Regions from separate parts of the Mus musculus genome. Here regions 2 and 3 are each linked to region 1. The links are chromatin contacts, called in public Hi-C and HiChIP or PLAC-seq maps. All regions are on one chromosome and are shown on one strand. The core of a region is the stretch at or near the end of the contact, and the rest is flanking DNA. Distances in the headings are between cores, read along the strand shown. Region 1 has its middle 74 kb from the start of Gm31225. Region 2 has its middle 38 kb from the start of Gm51552. Region 3 overlaps Gm31037 (a long non-coding RNA gene).

Region 1 (4,103 bases), core at 843-3,342:
GCCTAAAGGCTTTGGTGTCCAAGGATTCTGTCCTGGGATAGCAGACAGCATGGGGCTTGCTCTCATGGGCTGAAAATTGTACTCTGCCTTAGCCAGAACCTGGCCCTGAGATGGCTGGCTTGTCTCAAGGATAACTGGGCAGAGAAGGAAGATGGAGGAGGCTGTGCAGATTGCTTGCACTACCACCGGAGCACCATCCAGAGCCCATTCTGGTGTGGAGCTTGCATGTTACCCTGCCCTCTAACACAGACTGCCTTGGCCTCAGTTTCCCTGTGTGATGGAGGAGAGGGAATCTCAGTACTAAAGATATCAAGGGTCCCTAGAAGAAAAAGATAAAACTTCTCATTCACTTCACAAGTATTTATGGAGTGCCTATAATGACCTTGAGATATTCCTCTTGGAGTTTACTCAGGTTAAGATTGTAGACGTAGTAAGAGTGTTCCCAAGAGAAAACAATGAGAGCAATAACCACTTTAAAAGCACTGCACATAAATTGATAAGCACAGAGGCTGGCACATAGCCAGGGCACAGTTAGCTATGATTAGTTGAACATCTATTGCTCCACAGCGCTGCCATAGAACTGTCATCCTCCCCTGTCCTCCACCTTGACAATGTCAGTAAGCAATCCACATTCTGACTCTTCTTTAATAAGTGAGGATTGTGGACTCAGAAGATGGAAACAGGCTCACCTTTGGGTAACTAGTGAATAAGAGAGTCAGCTATGGAATGGAAGCCTATAAGGGATTCTCTCAGGCTTTTAAGTGACGTGTCTGTCTATTCAACTGTACATCTTAGGCAGTTCTGAATGAGTTGGGGCAAGGTGTGTGTGTGTGTGTGTGTGTGTGTGTGTGTGTGTGTGTGTGTGTGTGTATGTGTGTGTATGTGTGTGTGTGTGTATGTGTGTGTGTGTCTGTGTGTGTATGTGTGTGTGTGTGTCTGTGTGTGTGTGTGTGTGTGTGTGTGTGTGTGTGTGTGTGTGTGTTCGTGTATGCAACATGAACATAGTCTCTAAAAATACTAAGAGTTCAGACCTGCCAGAGGGAAGGAAGGCAGGCCCCTCTCATTCCTAACTCTGAACCCCAACACTGGGATTTGCATAGTGAGTTTAAAAAGAAGGCCATGCAGAGAAGAACATTGTGAGCCACGATCAGGCAGTAGGGCGCATCGGGAGCCAAATCTGGATCCTTGATGGAACCTAAGCCAAGTGACTGGTTGGGGTTGCTAGGTTATGGAGTACTGGCAGAGAGGGGAGGCTCGTGATGAGGAGGGAATGTACCAGTGGGCTCCTTGGTTATGGCTAAAATCCCAAATTGGTGACTGTCGGGTCTTGGCATCGGCAGCCCTGACTATGTAAAGCTGTTATCACCGTGTTTGCGTTTATTAAAGCCTGTAATTATTATCCTGACTCACGGAGCGCGTGTGCGTCCTCTAAGCCTGGGTCCGCGCATCCTCCTAAGTCACATTTGATCAGCCTGAATGGGGGCCAAGCTTCTTTGGCTAATATTGACGTTGGCAGGGGGCCAGCTGTCCGGGGTTAGAGGAGCTGAAAAGCCTGTTCTCCTTCTCACTTGGTTTTGTCAGGCTTTTCAAAACGTAACTGTTTTGGATCACCCCGCAGTTAAAACTGCATCCAAACCCTGCCCCCCTCCCTTGCCTCTTCTTCCCAGATCCCCTCTAAGCCCCATTGTAGGTGACTTTTATTTTCCAAAATGATTTCCCTTATGCCAGATTTGCTCTTGGATTAGACTGGAAATTCAGAGAGAGAGAGAGAGAGAGAGAGAGAGAGAGAGAACAAAAACAAAAACAGTTACTTTTTCCCTTCCTTTTTGTTCCTCCCAACCCCCCGTAAGTTTGAGATTGTTGTCCTAAAGGGGTAAAACACACACAAAGTAAAAGAACTGGATAAAACAAAAAAAGAGTGAAGAAAATATTAAAAAAGAAAAGGAAATAATTCTGGCATACAGATAGCATGAGAATGAGTCCCTTTCTAAAGGCTTAGGGAATGTATCCCATGTCTCTTTGTCCATGTGTTCTGTCCACGTTGCTAATTACACTTCATTAACAGCAGTCACCAGAGTGTGACATCATGGGTAGTGTCTCCCTGACAACCAGCATCCCGAGTCTTAGATATCCAGCTCCTTCAGTGGCTCACACCATGGTAGTTTGCTCCTCGTGTTCTCAGGTTCCTCATTCCTAACAATACGCTTGGCTGTCCTTGGCGAGCCTCCTGTCTCCTTCCAGGGCTCGCCATCCACGTGACAATTACAGAGTCATCCTCATTTGCTCCTCTCTTTCCCTATCTATCCACTCTTTTAATCTCCCCTCCCCCCTCTCTCCTCGAGTGCCTGTGTGTGTGTGTGTGTGTGGGGGGGGGGGGGTCAGAGGAACATCTCAGGTGTCAGTGCTTTTGCCTTTGCCTTGTTGGAGGCAGGTTCTCTTGCTCACCATCACTATTGCCTACCAGCTTCTAGAAATCCTCCTGCCTCTGCCTCCTATCCCAACACAAAAGACCTGGAATTACAAGCGCACACTATCACATCCATCTTTATGTGGTCTCCCAACCTAGGTCCTTATGCTTACCAACAAGTGGTTTATCCCTGGACCATCTCCTCAGCCCTGTCAATAACACCTTTATCCATCTTTTCTTGATAACACGCTCAGTGCTCATCACTGTAACATTGTGTCAGGCTCCCCTCTATACCTCCTAATTCATTTCTAGCAGAGAATCATTTCTGACCATGGCAGCCTCTTCTTTATGAGCCTTGAGTGATTCCTCCATTCCCTCAAAAGAAAGTCTAAAATGAGCTCAAGGCTATTTCTTCACTTACTGATTTGTTTTTACCTTTTGGAAATTTTATTTATGTATTTATTTAATTATCTGAATCTTTATTTATTTACATAGTCTTTCTGTGTAGCCTAGGAGATGTCCATCAACAGACAAATGGACAAAGAAGAGACAATACCTCTATTCAATGGAATCTTGTGTGTGTGTGTGTGTGTGTGTGTGTGTGTGTGTGTGTGTATGTATATGTATATATATATATACACACACACACATATATGTATACACATATATGTATACACACACACACGTGTTGTGTGTGTGTGTGTGTGTGTGTGTGTGTGTGTGTGTGTGTGTGTGTGTGTGTGTATTTGACACTTGGATAAAAATGGATGCAACTGGAAACATCAGGTTAAATGAAATAAGTCAAAGCGCATAACAAGAAGAACCCATGCTTTCTCTTTTATACAGAAGCTAGATTTAAAAGTGTACATATTTATACATGCATAAAAATAAAGAGAGGATAATGAGAGACAGAGACAGAAAGGAAAAAGTGAGTGGTCATTTCAAATAGCTCTCCTGATGGGGAGTGCAAAGACCTGGATGGAAACCAAGTCTGAGTCACCCTTGGGTCTCTCATTTACCACTGCTCAATACTAATCTTGACTCCCATGATCCTTCGCCCTGAGAAGGGATCATCTTAGCATCCCTTGCTGATTAGGAAATCTCTCCCAGGACTCAGGACTCATTTCTCCGTGCAACTTCTTCTCTCCAGTGTTTAGAAACCCAGCAGGAGGAAAGGACTGTAGTTCTTATGGTCTGTGTTTTTGCCCAGACTTGCCATGTTCCATGGCTCCTCCAACCAAGTCCAGCAGCTGCACAGTAAGCCAAGTTGACAGGGTGTGCAAGAAATACACCAGAGAAAAGAATCAGTTTAGGGATGCCATTCTGTAGGACCATTGCTGACTAGCCTCCTTTTGGCAAACATTTAACATTGAGTGTTAGGAGTAGAGCAGAAAGAAGACAGGAGGACTGGAATGTGTCATGATTTCTTCCTCAAACTCTGCCCCAACCCAGCCTGCTTCCACCCAGCTTCTCCCCTCTCACCGATCAGCCTCATTCACTTCCTCCTCCTTTTAAATCTTTTCCATGAACCTTGACAGAACACTGGGAAATTCCATCACCACGGCCCCAAAAGATAAAAAGATTTTTTTTAAAAAAAAATTCTTTCTTTCTTACTTTTTTTTTAATTGTTACAACTTTTAGTACTTTTAGTGTTTGATTAATTACTTGGTTTTTTTTTTTTTAATTTGTTTTACCT
Region 2 (4,103 bases), core at 561-3,060, 360 kb before region 1:
GAAGGCAAAGGGAGTTGGTCAGGTGTCTTACTCTACCATGTTCTACCTTATTCTCTTGAGATAGTCTTTCTTTCACTGGACCCGAAGTTCAGTATTTTGGGCTGTGCTGACTGCTTAGTGAATTCCTAGATTTGGCTGTCTCATTCCTTCTATGATGGTATTATAGGCACTCATGCCCAGATTTTTTTCTTAATTGTGTGTGTGTGTGTGTATATATGAATATATGAGAATATATATGTATATATATATATATATATATATGTATATGTAAAACAGGCATCCAAGGAATAATAATACAATTCAATACAATACAATACAATACAATACAATACAATACAATACAATACAATACAATGTGGAGAAAACAAAACCAACCAAATTGGAATAGGACAAAAGATAGAAACAGAGGAAAAAGCATTAGAAAATCATATAGATGCATAGACACACATATTCACACATGCAAAAATTCCATTAAAAACACAAAATTAGAAGCTGTAAGATATATTTTCAGAGAAATGGAGGAGGAGAGGGCCGCATCTTTTTTTCAGGATTATCCTGTCCCCTGTTCTTACACTACATGACATTTGTCCCAACAGGTCTGTGATTCCAGTGGCAATGATCCTTCTACACCTGTGAGGAGAATGATGTTTCAAGGGGTTAAGCAAAGTACACATGATTTCCCAGCCCATAGCTGGAAGGGACAGGATGCAGAGGGAGAACTCTCCCATGTGTTGAATAGACATTGGTTCACGGCTGCTTATTATTGGCTGATCCTGTGCCTTGACCTTGGCCATTCCCACATAGACTTGTTTCATCTTCAGAGACCTTCAGCTTATGGAAAAGGAGTTTGGGGTGCAGTGAGGTCCTGCAATGTGTTCAAAGCAAACAGCTCCCTGAAGACACTGTAGGGAACTCCCAATTCTGAAGTCCCATTGGTTGCAAGTCTGTTTATTTGGCTCAGTATGGCAGCGGTTCATCTGTCCTCAGACCAGGTCCAGGAGGAATGGCTGCCAAGGAACTCACACAATTGCATCATACATTTCTGACTGTAGTCAACCATCTGTTACGGCATGAGGAGATTACCACATTAGGATAGAGGCTGGGGGCAGGATGGCTTTCTGAGTTGCTTATAGGTAGTGATTTTTCCCTATGATGAATTAGAAAGAGAAATCTTTGATGAGTTGGTAGTTTGGTCCAACAAGAGCTGAGGTATAATGCTTTGAACTAGAACACGTGGGAAGCAGGATTTACTTCCAAATATGTGTGTTGTCTAGGCTCAAGTATGTCTAAATAAGGATGGGTTCCTTATTCATATGCATTGCCTGTTTTTGTGTATATGTGTTCATAACACTGTGTAGAAGGGGTGGGCTGGTTTGGGGAAGGGACAGGGAACTCCCCGCTGTGATGGATTCTTCTAGGTCTCTTATGCAGGTGAAGCAAACTTCTGTGGGTCCCCTGGAACCACCAGGGTGGTTACTCATTCTTCTGGACTACCTGGCTCCGCTTCCAAATTCTGATTCAGATGATTTGTCGTAGACTCCAGAAACATGCATTTTCACAAGCTCCCCAGGGAGTCCTGATGTTCATGATATTTGGACCATACCTGGAGAATTTCAAGTTTCGAAAACATCAAAGATTGATTGACATATGTCAAACTTAAACATCTATCTCCACATGGTCCAATTTCATGCCCCCACCTTTTTTTTATGGAAGACAAAGAGCGAGAGATCTTTGGGAAGTGCATCTTAGACAGTACCCTCCGCAAGCCCTCTTTCTCCAAAGTCCACAGGAGTCATGAGGTCAACTGTATTTTTAAGGTTCAAATTCCATCTTGCTAAATGCCAAATTCTGGTTTCATACCGCACTGGAATGCAGCTTACATCCCTTAAAAAAAATAAAAAAGGTGTGTGTAGGAGGGGGTGGGATGGAAGACTTACTTGACAGTGTTACAAGGAGACAAGCTGGAAGCAAACATTTGACACTCCAGCCCTGGAATGCTGTAAAAATTTAATTAGGTGGATCCATTAGTCATGCCCACATACGGGTTTCATACAGGGCTTACAAAAATGCAGGCTGCTGAAGGGGCCTTTCAGACCTTCCTGTAAATGCCATTTCCCTCCTTATTGGGAAATGTGTTCTCCCTGGTACTTTGGAGCCAGGCTTTGTATTTGTATTTACAAAACAGAGTTAGGGTGAGATTAACTTTTTTTTTCACTGAAAGGGGCGAGGAGGTCCAAATGGGAGCCCACTTTTAATAAGGGAGTTTGCCCAGCCTGACTGCTTCTGATTCAGCTGGGGAACAGAGGTGATGTTGGGGTCCTGCCTTTGATTGCTTCCTGACTCTACTTTCCAGGTTTCAGGTGGCAGAAAGGAGGTCATGTGGGAGACGGCCTGGAGATGAGCCTGAGTCCTTTGTCTGTAGCTTGTCTTTGCCAAAGGGCCAGGATGCAACAAGTGTGGTTCTGTTTCCAAGTTGAAAAGATACAAGCAGATCCTCAGCTTCCAAACCAGAGTTTAGAAGGGGACTTGGAACTAGAAAGCAGACATTTGTAAAGTTTAAGACCTTCAATGCACATAGCTTGACTTGGAAGCAGACATTTCCTGCTTAGGAACACCCTAGTTTTGAATCTATTTATCCAGTGAGAGAAAGTGGAGGAGAGCTATTGTCAATATAACTAATCTGGCCTTCTTTGAAACCCACATTCCAGGAGCTTTATCCTCATTGGGGTGCTGAGCACCCGGCTGACTGACTGCAAAGGACTTCAGAACAATATTGTTTAGGGGGCAATGTCACCTGCAGATGGGTGGAGAACATGTCCTCCTCTGTGCCTATTCCTCTAATTTTTTTCATGTTATTCTTTCAAAAGACATGCATTTCTTAGCATTCTCAATTAAGATGCAGATTTTAATAAGTCACTGTTCCTGCAGGAGAGGAGGCCAGTGTCTCACAGGGAACAGGGCTTTCTAAGCAAATAACCACAGTGGACTTTGATACTAGTTATAGCATTTGTGAGTGGATAGGCAAAACATCAAGTGACTTAGGTCTGAGAGGGAGAAGGAGAGGGAGAGGGAGAAGGAGAGGGAGAGGGAGAGGCAGAGGGAGAGGGAGAGGGAGGGGGAGAGGGAGGGGGAGGGGAGGGGGAGGGGGAGGGGGAGAGAGAGAGAGAGAGAACGGTCACCCAGTTTGTGGTACTATACTGTTTGGGGAGGCTTAGGCTTTGGCTGTATGGCCTTCTTGTGTCACTGGAAGTGGCCTTGACAGTTCAAAAATTTTTGCCAACAGTTTACTCTCTGCTTCCTGTTTGTGGCTCCTGTTTGTGGCTCCTGATGTGAGCTCTCAGCATCCTGCTCCAGCCTATGACAGCTGCTTGCTGCCATGTTGGACTCTTACTTCCGTGGAACCAGGAGCCCAAGTAAACCCTTCTGTCTATAAATTGACTTGGTCATGGTGTTTTATCACAGCAAGGGAAATGTAACTAACACACACACACAAAACACACATATATGTATATGCAATTTTTTAAAAATAGTTTTTGGTCTTTGAGATTGATCAGTGATTAAAAGCTCTTGCCTCATAAGCCTTATGACCTGACTTCTACACATTGAACCCACAAAGAGACACTCCACCGAGTTGTTCTCTGTCTTCCACATGTGCACACATTTACCTAACCGCTGAATGTATACAGTATTAATAAACACAATAAAATAAAAATTTAAAGCTAAAAACATTAATCTAGACATGAATTAGTTTTTAATTCATTTAAACATGAAGAAATTGGGAGTCTCTACCTTTCCAGGGATGGGATTGCAAGTGCACTGGATCATACTTGGATCTTTTTATGAGTTCTGGGAATCAAACTCATGTCTTCTATGGCCTGAGTTGTATGGTAAGCACTTTACTAACTAAACTTTATTACCAGCCCTAGGACAAGCTTTCTTTTCTTTCTTTTATTTTTTTAAATATTTTATTAGGTATTTTCCTCATTTACATTTCCAATGCTATCCCAAAAGTCCCCCATACCCTCCCCCCCCACTCCCCTACCCACCCACTCCCACTTTTTGGCCCTGGCGTTCCCCTGTACTGAGGTATATAAAGTTTGCAC
Region 3 (4,103 bases), core at 983-3,482, 260 kb before region 1:
GGTCCCAAAGGGCATGACAGGAACATTACATCTTGTAGGAAGCAGAATGAGGAATGTGTTTATTGTCCCAGAGGGAAAGGGGAGGGGGATAAGGAGGATGGAGGAAGGGTGGGAGCAAGGAATGGCATAAGCAAGATGGAGCAGAGCTTACAGATCAATGTAGTCATTCCCAGGACACACCCAGAATAAAAGTATACCAAAATGATTATAAGGTTCTGTGTGATGGAGACTTCCTGTTAACCAGTAAAATGCTCTATTCTGTATCTTGGCTGATAGCAGACAAAAAAAAAAAAAAACAAAAAAAAAACAAAAAAAAACATGGAATCCAGAAAGCTGCAGAGAAGCATAAGAAGAACCCAAGAGCATGTGGATTTTTGAGAAATCCAGGAAGGGGGAATTAAAATTGCCTGTCACAAGCCATTAAGTTGTTGCTTAAGCCCAGCTGAAAGGTTTCTTAAGAACACAGATATTGTATGACTTATTAGAAAACCAGGAGATTTTCTAGATTTTAAGGGGGCATTTGATATGATTAGGCAAGGATAGCAATCATCCAATAAAGTGAACAGTCATTCTCCTAAAAAGGCCTTTGCTCTTAGGGGTTCTCAGGAAAGACAGGCAGTATGATGGAGATGGTCCAGAGTCTCCCCACAGGAGGCTCTAGCCACTAGGGATGGAAAGGAAGGTAGGATTCTGACAGCAGATGAAGATAGTGCTTAGAAAGAACCTCTGGAGCCTTATTCTGGGTGAGGATCAATATTTGTGAGCCCAGGTGAGCAAAGATGGTGCATTCAATTTACTACAGAGATTCCCAGATGAATTCAAGACACGGACAAGGGGTGGGGAGAGAGAGAGAGAAGAAAGAAAGGAGGTAGGGAAGGAAGGAAGAAAGGAAAAGAGGAAGAGAGGAGAGAAAGAAGGAAGAAAAGAGGAGTAGAAAGAAAGGAAAGAAGGGATGGAGGGAGGAAGTGAGGAAAAAGTAAAAGGAAAGAGAGAACAAAAGAGGAAGGAGGAAGAGGAAAATGAGGGAGACAGTAAAAAAGGAGGAAAAGGAGGGGATAAGGAGATAAAGTAGAGAAGGGAGGGAAATAAGGAAGGGAGAAACGGAGGCTAGAAATGGAGGAAAGAGAAAGAAAGAAAGAGAGAGAGAGAGAAAGAAAGAAAGAAAGAAAGAGAGAGAGAGAGAGAGAAAGGGAGAAAGAAAGAAGGGGAGAGCCTGGCAGTGGTGGCACATGCCTTTAATCCCAGCACTCGGGAGGCTGAGGCAGGTGGATTTCTGAGTTCGAGGCCAGCCTGGTCTACAGAGTGAGTTCCAGGACCATCAGGGCTACACAGAGAAACTGTGACTTGAAAAACCAAAACCAAAACAACAACAAAAAGAAAAAAGAAAAGGAAAGGAAAGGAAAAGAAAAAGAAAAAAAAAGAAAAAGAAAAAGGAAAAGGAAAAGAAAAAGAAAAAGAAAAAGAAAAAGAAAGGGGTGGGGGGAGAAAGAAAGGAAGAAAGGGAAGGAGGCTCATTTGAGGCTATTTTGGCTGCCTGTCTAGACACAATGATGTGAGCATTCAGAGCTGCCTGGAGCCATACATGACAGAACCAGGGGCTAGATGTCTGGCATCTGCTCAGCTGAGGAGTAAGTAGAACAATGCCACAGAAAGAACTGAGGCCTAAAGACCTTCCCAGCAACCCCAGGGAAGGAAAGAAGTCATACAATAGCGCGTACAGCCTGGAAGAGCTACTCAGAGGGTCAACGTTTCTGTCAGCGGTCTCTCTCCACTTGTGGTCAACCAGAAATCTATTTTTCAAAATTCCTATCTATCTCTCTTCTATTACATGGTGTAAAGAACACCAAACATCACCACAAAGTGTGGTTATTTTTTTTTTTAATCTTTAATGCTAAGCTTCACAATGCACATGACATTAACTGTTGGGGGCAGCAGCAGTTTCCAAGAAGTTGATGGTCACCCCCAAAGTAGCAGAAGCTGGAGTTCAAGGGAAGGTCCTCGTGACCTCTTATTGGGAGAGATGCCATAGATACTGACGATGTTGTAAACAGACAAGACAAACTACAACATTAAAATACTCAGCAGATCTGGACGGGAAAGGCAGATCAAGTGTCCCATGAGAGAACGTTACAGGCTTGCGAGGTGGATTTGCCATTCGACTACCTCTCTCATGGGTCCAACTGAGCTAGCACAGTGCGCTCAGGCCCATGTTTATCTGGAGCAGCAGAAGAAAGGCAGCTGGTCTGAATTAAGTTCTGCCTTCTGAGGCCCTTGTGCATAGAGTGGGAGTCAGGGGTGGGGACAGCATGGGCGGCAAGCCCAGGACTTGTGGAGATGGGGCATATGGCCACAGTGCGTCATTATAGAGCGGGGTCACAATGTGTTGGCAAAGCCACTGAACTTAAACAATAATAGTGTGAGACACATCAAGAATAAAGCTCAGGCTTAGGGATTGCTGGTAGATCTTGAAGAATATAGAAAAATCAAATCTTGGAATAATTTTCATGGCTTTGGAGCACAGAATGCTATCATCCTGTCTGAGGAAAACATTGAGCATGGCCCTTTATATGCATCTATAGACCAAGATGGGTCCTAGGCAAATGAGCTGAGAGAATCTATGAAGTGGAATATGAGTACTAGAAATTTGTGAACTTCAACAGTGGTTTTGTCTGAGCCCCAGCCATTTCTGTAGTTAATCATCCAGGAAAGCAGGGACTGGCACTCTCGCTTCTATCCAGCGACACTGAGATGCTGAGCCTGTGAACCGCTTTTATCCTTGTTAATAGGAACAAGTGCCTATTTAAAGGTCTGAACCAGAGGTAGGTGATCAGACCAGTGATGATCTGACCTTGGGGAGACAGTATCAAAGAAACCGAATTCTACTCTAAACCCATAAGTTGATCATCTTCAAAAAGAACACGCAGTGGCTCAGACGCTGACGATCATCCGGTGGCAGATAACAGCGTTCTGACAACCTTCTTAGGAGTGATGTGTAAAAAAAAAAGTTAAAGATGGGGGAGGACAGTAGTCTATCATCCTGGGATAGTGTTCATGACAGAGAGGGGAAGTTGACCTTAGACTTGGATGCAAAGAATATAGCTTAATCCAATGGTAACCATAGACAAGGACTATGGAACTCAGGCACTCACTGAGACCATATCCTGAAAAGAGAGGCTTTTCAACCCACAGGAAAGAGTGCACATCAAGAGTGCTCTGTGATGATCTCACCAGAAAGAGGATCAGATTTAGCTGTCAATGTTAGATTCTGGATTTATTTTATTGGGACCCCAAATACAGATGCATCTTTCTAAAACCCAAATTAAACTGGACAACCAACTTCAGTAACACATATCAAGTACATGAAGAATTGTGAGAATTGTGTTCATGTGTGGATATTCATGTGCTCTCTCTCTCTCTCTCTCTCTCTCTCTCTGTGTGTGTGTGTGTGTGTGTGTGTGTGTGTCTTTGTCTGTGTCTGTGTCTGTGTCTGTGTCTGTGTCTGTGTCTGTGTAACTACATGTACATGTATGTGTATGGTGCTCTGAGGCCAACCTTGTGTATTCAACTTCTAGAGCTGTCCCTCTTGATTTTTTTTCTGAGATAATGTTTCTCCTTAGAATTAAGGAACCATCTTGGGGAGAAGACGTTGAAGGGCAGGGGGCCATCTTTCAAAACTGACCCCAACCTCTAGCATTGTCATCTTAATATCAACCTAAAGAGGGTAGACTGAGTTCCCGAGAAAGCCTAGGAGAATGGAACTGATAGCATAGCCAGGGAGGATGCTGCAGAAATTATCATATGCTAATACGAAAGGGTGGGCTGAGGCTGCCAAGACAGAGGAGAGCATCCTCCTACTCAGTCTCTAGCTTGGGGTCTCAGATAGACTTACAGTTAGTGTAACAATGATGGTGGTATAAATAACAATATATAGCAGCAGTATCCTCTCTATAACAACAACAATTCAGAGAGGGGGTCCGAGAAAGAGACAGAGACAGAGACAGAGACAGAGACAGAGACAGAGACAGAGAGAAGCCTGCAGGTCACAATCTTCTTAACAATTCACACTGCCTCTCCCTCAAATTCCCTCTTGGGCTTCTGCAGTG

Evidence for each region. Hi-C and Micro-C count contacts between places; a contact is called where the count stands out from the background. HiChIP or PLAC-seq counts read pairs in DNA pulled down with a chosen protein or histone mark.
Region 2: an HNF4G HiChIP or PLAC-seq map of pancreatic cancer cells shows a contact between it and region 1. The contact joins two enhancer-like sites. A contact is called at or near these places in 5 of 115 datasets of contacts at active chromatin or transcription factors (SST interneurons, astrocytes, pancreatic cancer cells and 2 more).
Region 3: a Hi-C map of uterus shows a contact between it and region 1, with 4 times the contacts expected there. The contact joins two enhancer-like sites. A contact is called at or near these places in 6 of 484 Hi-C or Micro-C datasets (adipose-derived mesenchymal stem cells and uterus).

What each region holds. Positions count from the first base shown.
Region 1 is chr8:116,114,704-116,118,806 of GRCm38.p6, forward strand. No RefSeq gene overlaps it. Among named protein-coding and RNA genes, the nearest start is that of Gm31225, 74 kb to the right of the region's middle. Within about 2 kb of position 2,093, at least 61 of the 459 cell types and tissues checked have an H3K27ac peak or open chromatin away from gene starts, as enhancers often do. A contact at or near this core is called in pancreatic cancer cells and uterus, where this site is marked.
Region 2 is chr8:115,755,226-115,759,328 of GRCm38.p6, forward strand. No RefSeq gene overlaps it. Among named protein-coding and RNA genes, the nearest start is that of Gm51552, 38 kb to the left of the region's middle. Within about 2 kb of position 1,811, at least 32 of the 459 cell types and tissues checked have an H3K27ac peak or open chromatin away from gene starts, as enhancers often do. A contact at or near this core is called in pancreatic cancer cells, where this site is marked.
Region 3 is chr8:115,857,354-115,861,456 of GRCm38.p6, forward strand. All of the region lies in intron 1 of Gm31037 (a long non-coding RNA gene), which reads left to right. Among named protein-coding and RNA genes, the nearest start is that of Gm31037, 3.2 kb to the left of the region's middle. Within about 2 kb of position 2,233, at least 5 of the 459 cell types and tissues checked have an H3K27ac peak or open chromatin away from gene starts, as enhancers often do. A contact at or near this core is called in uterus, where this site is marked.